Linked DNA regions of Rattus norvegicus: region 2 is linked to region 1. The links are chromatin contacts, called in public Hi-C maps. All regions are on one chromosome and are shown on one strand. The core of a region is the stretch at or near the end of the contact, and the rest is flanking DNA. Distances in the headings are between cores, read along the strand shown.

The links. Hi-C and Micro-C count contacts between places; a contact is called where the count stands out from the background.
Region 2: a Hi-C map of liver shows a contact between it and region 1, with 2.1 times the contacts expected there. The contact joins the promoter of Megf9 here to the enhancer-like site in region 1. A contact is called at or near these places in 8 of 12 Hi-C or Micro-C datasets (the A7r5 cell line, Schwann cells, frontal cortex and 4 more) and 1 of 1 datasets of contacts at active chromatin or transcription factors (oligodendrocytes).

What each region holds. Positions count from the first base shown.
Region 1 is chr5:89,044,453-89,048,141 of GRCr8, forward strand. All of the region lies in intron 2 of Megf9 (multiple EGF-like-domains 9), which reads right to left. Among named protein-coding and RNA genes, the nearest start is that of Cdk5rap2, 70 kb to the left of the region's middle. Within about 2 kb of position 2,044, at least 14 of the 93 cell types and tissues checked have an H3K27ac peak or open chromatin away from gene starts, as enhancers often do. A contact at or near this core is called in Schwann cells and liver, where this site is marked.
Region 2 is chr5:89,118,653-89,122,341 of GRCr8, forward strand. Megf9 (multiple EGF-like-domains 9) reads right to left here and starts at 2,079. Exons shown (of 6, transcript NM_001107940.1): 1 at 1,305-2,079. The coding sequence starts at 1,896.

The DNA of each region.
Region 1 (3,689 bases), core at 794-3,293:
TTTATGTTCTACCCATAAGCAAATATTTTTAAGTTAAAGTTTGCTTCTGTGATGGTTAATGTTGACTGTCAACTTGATAGGATCTGGAATCATCTAGAAGGCAAAACCTGAGGCACTCCAGAGATGATCTGGAATAGGTTATTTGAGGTGAAGAGATCTGTCCTAAAAGTGGCTTGTATTCTGGAATGCAGAAAAAGGAGACAGGCAGCCATGCATGGACATTCATTTTCCTCTGCTTCTTGGCTGGCAATGCAATAAGACCAGAGGTCTGATATCAGAACATCTCCACCATTATGGGTGGTACCTTGGAACTATAAACCAAAATAAATCCTTTTGGCCATAAGCGGCTTTTGCCTGGGTATTTTATCATAACAATAGGAAAAGTAGCTAAGAAAACTTTTCTCTTCTTTCCTCTTGGTTATCTGAAGAATTGTCAAAAAGGAGTATAAAAGTAGAAAAATAAATCCATTCAGTTTTACATGGAAATTTATTACAGCTTTACTCAAATAAATCTAATCTAGAAAAGAAAGTCAGTATTGGGTTAATATTAAATACTACCTCTGCAATATTGTATGTTAAATAAAAATATTGTATTGAACTGCATTTTTATTCAAAGCTACCTAGTCCATTCACCCATGTAATTTCCTGGCAAATAAGAAAAAAAAGGACTTAAAATGGAGATATCCTAAAAGCAGGAGCACTATAACAATACTACTACTACTACTACTACTACTACTACTACTACTAATAATAATAATAATAATGATAATGATAATAATAAACAATAAACCACTGTGTTGAAGACCAATGTTAAAAATAATATCCTCATTAATCCTCTGGATCTCTCTTCTAGTGGAAGTTACAATCTTTCATTTGCTACTGGGAAGGCAGAGTTATTGTTTACAATCAATGAGTTAGGTTTATCTCTCATATCTCACTACTCCTAAGGTTCTGATAATTGATTGTTTTATACCTGATCTAGAATAAATAACATCTCTTTTTCACGGTCAGTAAAAATCAAGTATTCTGAAACAGAAGCTGAACAATGTGATAATTGGAAAACTGTCATAGGGTAACAAAGTACAAGGTTCTCGGAGGATATACCATCAAGTATTTAGATATTCAAGTTAGATTAGAATTTAAATTTTGTACTGTCCATAGAGTGGATGAGCTCTGGTATTTTAAAAGGTTCAGTAGACATTTACCAAGCATGCCTCTTAAGTAACTTTGCAAAACAGAAAAGATACACTGATATCTAGTTTTACCCAAGAATACCCTAAAGCCACTACATGATTTGGCAAAGAAGATGGACATTCATCATGTCTGAAACAAAGGACATATGAGAAAACTATAAAGAAAATCACTCTTCCTGCAGATTTCTAACTGCACTTATTAGCCACGTTTCAAACATTTCCGTCGTCCATGAAAACATGCTTGCTCTTCACTCCTCTAAGTCATTACTTAGTATTCGAATGGATCAGGAACAACTTCTGAGGGTCTACCTAGACTGCCATGGGACGCTGAGTCACAAACACCCTGTAGCTATGATATAGCCATGTTTCCTGAGTTGTTGTTGCTGGCTATGTTTTCCCTTTAGAATTCTGTGGGGAACTCAAAACACTGATGTCAGCTGGCATCCTTTCCCCTGGAGAGTATATCCCTTAGTAGCTTATTTTAAAACCAACCAGAGTAATTTCAGGAATCCTAATGAAGCCAGTGATTGGATCTAGATACCACAATTCACTTTTCCTGGGTAGATTTTTTTTTAATAACAGGAAAGTAAGTGCTTTCTTTTCACTTAAAACAAAACCAAAAAAAAAAAAAAAAAAAAAAAAAACCCCAAAAATCCCAATGGAGTAGAGTGGGAAGTTTGCTTGTGATATTGCACTAAAAGTGCTTTTTCATCATGTTATGCATGGTCCACAGCCAATTCCAGCATGTGTAAGAATTAAATCACTCAGCAAACATAAAGCTTAGCCTGTGTGACTTCTTTTATAGAATAATGCTGTACAACACTCTCTTTCATGGGCTCCTTGTTACAGACTGCTGCTTTCTGAGGCAAAGGTCAAGGATATAAATGTGGGGGAGGGAGCTGCAAAAAGCCTCTGCTTATCCACAGATTTGAAAGGAAATAACTGAAGATTCACAGTTTCCTCTCTGTAAAATAAGTAAAAGCATAGCATCGCAATATGAATAGAAATCAGAAATCTGTAAGATATACTAGCAAGACATTTAAAGTAGAATTTGTTCCGCCAGTGTCATATCCTAGGGACTCGAATTTCTAGCAAACTTTGAACACTCTACAGAGAAAAAGTTTACTTACAATATGTAGGAAATCTAGGCATATACTCCACATTTCTTAAACTATTCCAATGGGTTTTCAGATTTTCTTATAGTGTCAATGTTTACACATTCTACATAATCACTGGTACAATAAATATTGTGAGGCTTTAATACATTGGGAAGATTTAATATTCAGAATCTACATTATACATGAATGATCTATTCAAAAACAAAGTCAGTAAAGTATTACAGAAAATTATCTCTTAGAGATGATGTTACAGCCCAATCTGGAGAGCATGCAAACTTGTGCAAGACCCTGGGTTTAATCTTTACCAAAAAGTAATTACGTAAAGCAAATGTTTTTCCAACACGAATAATTACTCATTTAAAAAATATCCTCCAAAGTCTGTCATTTCAAGATTTGGCATATATCTGTGCAACAAGTACTATCCAATCTTTTTCTTTAAATAAAATTCCATTATTTTATCCTCATAGTGATTAACTGGGAGGAGTGGAAGACAAGAGAGAAGGTATCAGAGTTTATGGAAAACAGACCAAGGAGTCTCACCTTGGTTCTCATCCAGCTTTGCTGGTGAGTTCTTGGTACAAAGCATGAACTCTCCCCAATAGCCTAGTTATTATTTATGCAATGAAAATAACTACAACTTTTATAGGGTTATTGTGAAAACTATAAATTATATTCACAGCCTAAGCACAAACTTCAACTCAAACATGATAGCAACTGTGACGTAGTAATGATATTCTTAGATCATGTTTTTCCCCTAGGACTCATTAGAATAGGAGTATTTAAACACAGGGAAAACTCGGAGTTGTTGACTTTTTTTAAGATCCTCTTTTAAGAACCAGCAAGAAATTAAAGGATAACCACTTAATTTTTTTTCACTGCTTTAGAACAACATATAGCTAGGCAAAGAGCATACGAACACATTTGCAGTTTCTAGAAAGAATATTTTACAAGTGAGAAGGGAAAACTCTGGAAGTCCTACATTATGCAGGATCAAAGCCAGCTAGACTATATGTATCAACTAGCTAACGATTTAATTTATTTTTTTAAGTATCAAACATCTTGGCATGTTTTTGTCATTAAAACATTTGTCTATATGATTCTTAAGATTTGCAGGATATAAATTACCTGTTCATATACACATTTAGTTATACTGTCATTAACTTTAACTAAATATATGTTAATTGATGTATTTTTGGTCAGTAGGATCTGGAGGGACCTTTCAGAGTTTAAGGACCCTTGCTGTTCTTGTATGAGAACAGAGTTTTTCCCTATATCAGGCAGTTTACAAATGTCTTTAATGCCAGTTTCAGGGGATTCAGTGCCCTTCCTGGCCTTCATGGGAAACCTTAAACACAGGTGTGTACACACACATACACAA
Region 2 (3,689 bases), core at 829-3,328, 74 kb after region 1:
CTACACTTAGATACTAGTCTAACTTTTAGTAACATGTCAATCTCTATAAAAAGCTAAAAAAGCACCATAGGTTTAAAAAATAGCTAGTTAGTACATTCCTTGAAGCTAAAAGAGATCCAAATGTGGCTTTTGGGGGTGAATAATCCGCATTCCTACTTATGCCTTTGCCAAGCTCCAACACACGATTCAAGACTTAGCCATCTGGGAAAATCCTCTACCAACTCAACTGTAGTCCAAAGTCCATACCTGACTCCACAGTAAACCACTGAGCCTAAGAATTAGGTCAACGATCAGATCAAGCTAGACAAGTAAGTGCTCTGGGCAAATCTCCACCCCAATGCAAAGCAAAAGATCTCAGAAACTTGCAGAATTTCTTAAAGAAGTAGGCCTTATTGGTTGAGCTCTTGGCCTACTTAAGATGCAAGAGGGTGAAAGAATATCTTAACTATGAACACTTTTACCAGTAGAAGAGCTACATTTCCTATTGTGAGCTCAGGCACAAATTGGCATGTCAGCATCAGCAGTAAGGAATATCCTCATTTTAAAAAGGGCAAAAATGGGCATCCCTGCTTAAATGGCATTTGCCCAAGCACTGACCTTAGAATGGAGACAGAATGAAGTGGTGCAAGGAAGGGATTTAACCTAATTTATAAACTTGCTCAACCTAGATACACACCTGTCCCAAATGACCTATCAAGTCTACTTATTTGCAGAGAAAACACCGACTACAATGATGTTTTTATTTTTAATTTCAGGCCTGAAGTGGCATGTTTGTAAGCAAAACATATTCTTTATCTTTTCCAACACACACACACACACACACACACACACACACACACACACACACACACACACACACACGACACCAGCATCTATTAACTATTAAAGAAACAAGGAAACTAGAGCTTTGAGAGAATCCCTTAAAGGTTTTTACCTAGGCATTGATAAAGCACCACTCTAGCTTTCAAACTTTCCCCCAAATATCTCAGGTGGGGTGGCCTTCTGGGCTGATCCAATACAAAAGTTTGTGCCCATTCCTGGACTCTGACAAAAGCCAGAGAACCCTGTTTTTGGAAGAGTCCCCCATCTTCCTCATAGCAGCAGCTCCCTCTGGATGGAGCACAGCACTGGGTTGGGGGACAAAAGACTTTCTAGATTTGGAGGGATTGGGGGTTTACTCTAGCTGGAGCTTGGATCTTCCCTTGGGAAGCTCTTGGGTAATAAGAGGCCAGGGTGACTAGGCTGGTGTGTAAATAGGCAGTGCCTGGGAAAGGTCCAGAAGACTAGGAAGCGCCGAGACTCACCTGGGGGAGGAGGAGTAGGGGCTTCGGTGACAGGTGCGGTGGGCGGGACTCTGCTGCTGTTTCTGCCACGGTCCGGGGACTCGGCAGTCGGGGTCCCCGGAGTGCTGGAAGCCTGAGCGGTGGTGACTACAGAGGTGGTCGGCGCCTGGCCAGCTGTGCTCGCAAGAGTTGTGGGCGCGGGTCTGGAAGGCAGTGGTTCGGTGGTGGGAGTGTGTCCGTCCTCCGAAGGGGTGGCGGACGACAGGTCCACAACCGGGAAGAGGGTGGCTGCGGGTTGTGCGCTGGTGCGGACAGGGATGGTCTCCGGGGAGCCGGCTGACGGGGTCGCAGCCCCGGTTCTGTGGACTGTGGTGCGCGGGGGGCCGGTCCGCGGGGCCTGCGCCGTGGGAGCCGCGGCCTTAGAGAAAGGGCTGCTGGTCTGTTCTCGAAGCCCAGGGCTGGGCGACGCGACCACCTGCCCCTCGGCCCCGCCGCCACCGGTGACATTCCCTGCCGAGGCTGCTGAAGCGGCTGCGGCTGCCGCGCAGCAAAACAGGGCGAGGCCGCCCAGGCTCGGCAGGCTCCTCATGGCGCGCTCGGCTCCGCCATTCATTCATTCATTCATCCAGTTGATCGGTCAGTCATCTTCTTTTCCCTGCTGTCCGCCCAAGGAAAGCTTTGCCGCCGCTGCCGCCACCAAGAGCACCATCGCCACCTCCCTCTGACAGGCGGCCGGCCCTGCGGGCGGGCCTCAACGCGGAGGGAGCGACGGGGAGGAGCGCGCACTGCCCGCCCTCCTCGATAGGCAGCGGAGCCCAACCAATTGGAAGTCGCGTATACTCACGTGACCCGCCAGCTTCCCGGCCTCTTTGTAATGGCACAAACCAATCAGAGGAATCAGGGGGAAGAAGGCGGGACGTCGGGAGGCGCGAGAGGTTTTGGAGCCGGCTGGGTTCGCCGCCGCTCCGGCTTTGTCTACCCACAGAGCGGGGCGCGGGCCTTGGGCACCCAACGCCGCCGTGCAGACAAAGGACACGGCCCGCGCGGCCGACTCTGGGCCAGATTATCTGTTTCACTGGGATGCGAGCTGGACTCGGGGCGGGGGTCCCTGTGGGCAGCATCTCCGCCCTTTTGAACAATGGGGGCACCGGAGCCGCACCCGGACTCAGGCGGGGAGTGTGTTGCATCCCTGGGATGGGCGAGGGTGGTGGCAACGATAATGTAGATGGAGCTGGGCTCTCACTGTGTTGTTCAAGACAGCTGACCTCGGGCCTGCGGGGTCAGCGCTGCCATCCCCATTTCAGAGATGGGGAAACTAAAGCTCTTGCTGACAGCTTCAGCAAGCCAACCTCTGTGCCCCCGGTAAGCACCTGCTGATCGCCTGGCCCCGCACTAAGCCGGATGGGACGGCCTGGAGCCCAATCATAAGCACAAGAAGCAAGCTTCTGACCCAGAGGAGACAAACTGGCATACACACCTTATGCCCAGAACCTCGGAAAGATAGAATAGGACCAGGTTGGATTTCAGCTCCTTGTCTCTCTTGCTGAATTGTGGCTCAAGCAATTTTCTTAACCACCTAAATAAATGGTGAGATGAGAGGGCACACCCCATCCCCCTCACAGAGTTGTGAAAATGAAATCATGAAGGGCTTAACCCAATGCTTGGCCCAACGTTGTAAACCGTCATTAATGCTAACCACTTGGGGTTGCACTATGTCAGGACAAGCCTAAGGTTGGAAAGCAGCCCACACCGCCCCTGAGTCCCCAGAGAGTCCTGCTTGTTGCCGGCACTGGGGTTGGGCTGATAACAGAGCTTGACCCTGGATGACATGAAACTCTGGAGGAAGTTGGAAATCAGGCAGGCAAACTTGCACCATCACCCAAGATCCAGTGCTGTCCGACATTGTAGCCTCAGCTGAGCAACTTTTAGGTGCAGCCTGGCAGGACAAGTTTGTCATCTGATGGCTTAATTCCATCACACCAGCCTCACTGTAAACCCATTCCTGGCCTCTCCTAGGATGCTTGCCTTTGTGCATGATTTCCCATTAGTCATTCTCCTCTAACCAGACAGGCAGGATGAGATTTGTGTGTGAACTCCTGTGTGTTAACAAAAGCATGCATTTATTTGCCTGAGTGAGTAGTGGGTGGGGAAAGGATATGTTGGAGCTTGTGTATGGAAGCATAAACACATTTGTGAGTCTTTCTGTGAAGATGGTATCTCTGAGTCCTCAAATATGAAAACTTGTGTTTTCATGTGAATTGTTAAGGATATTAATGCATGCTCACGAGTGTGTGTTTTGTGTGAATTTTCTGCTTTTGAATGTGACGTTGCCTCTAAGTGTGTCTTTATAGGCCTACCTATGTAAGAAACAGAGGCAAAAATGAGAGGGCCATGAAACTGTTCTGA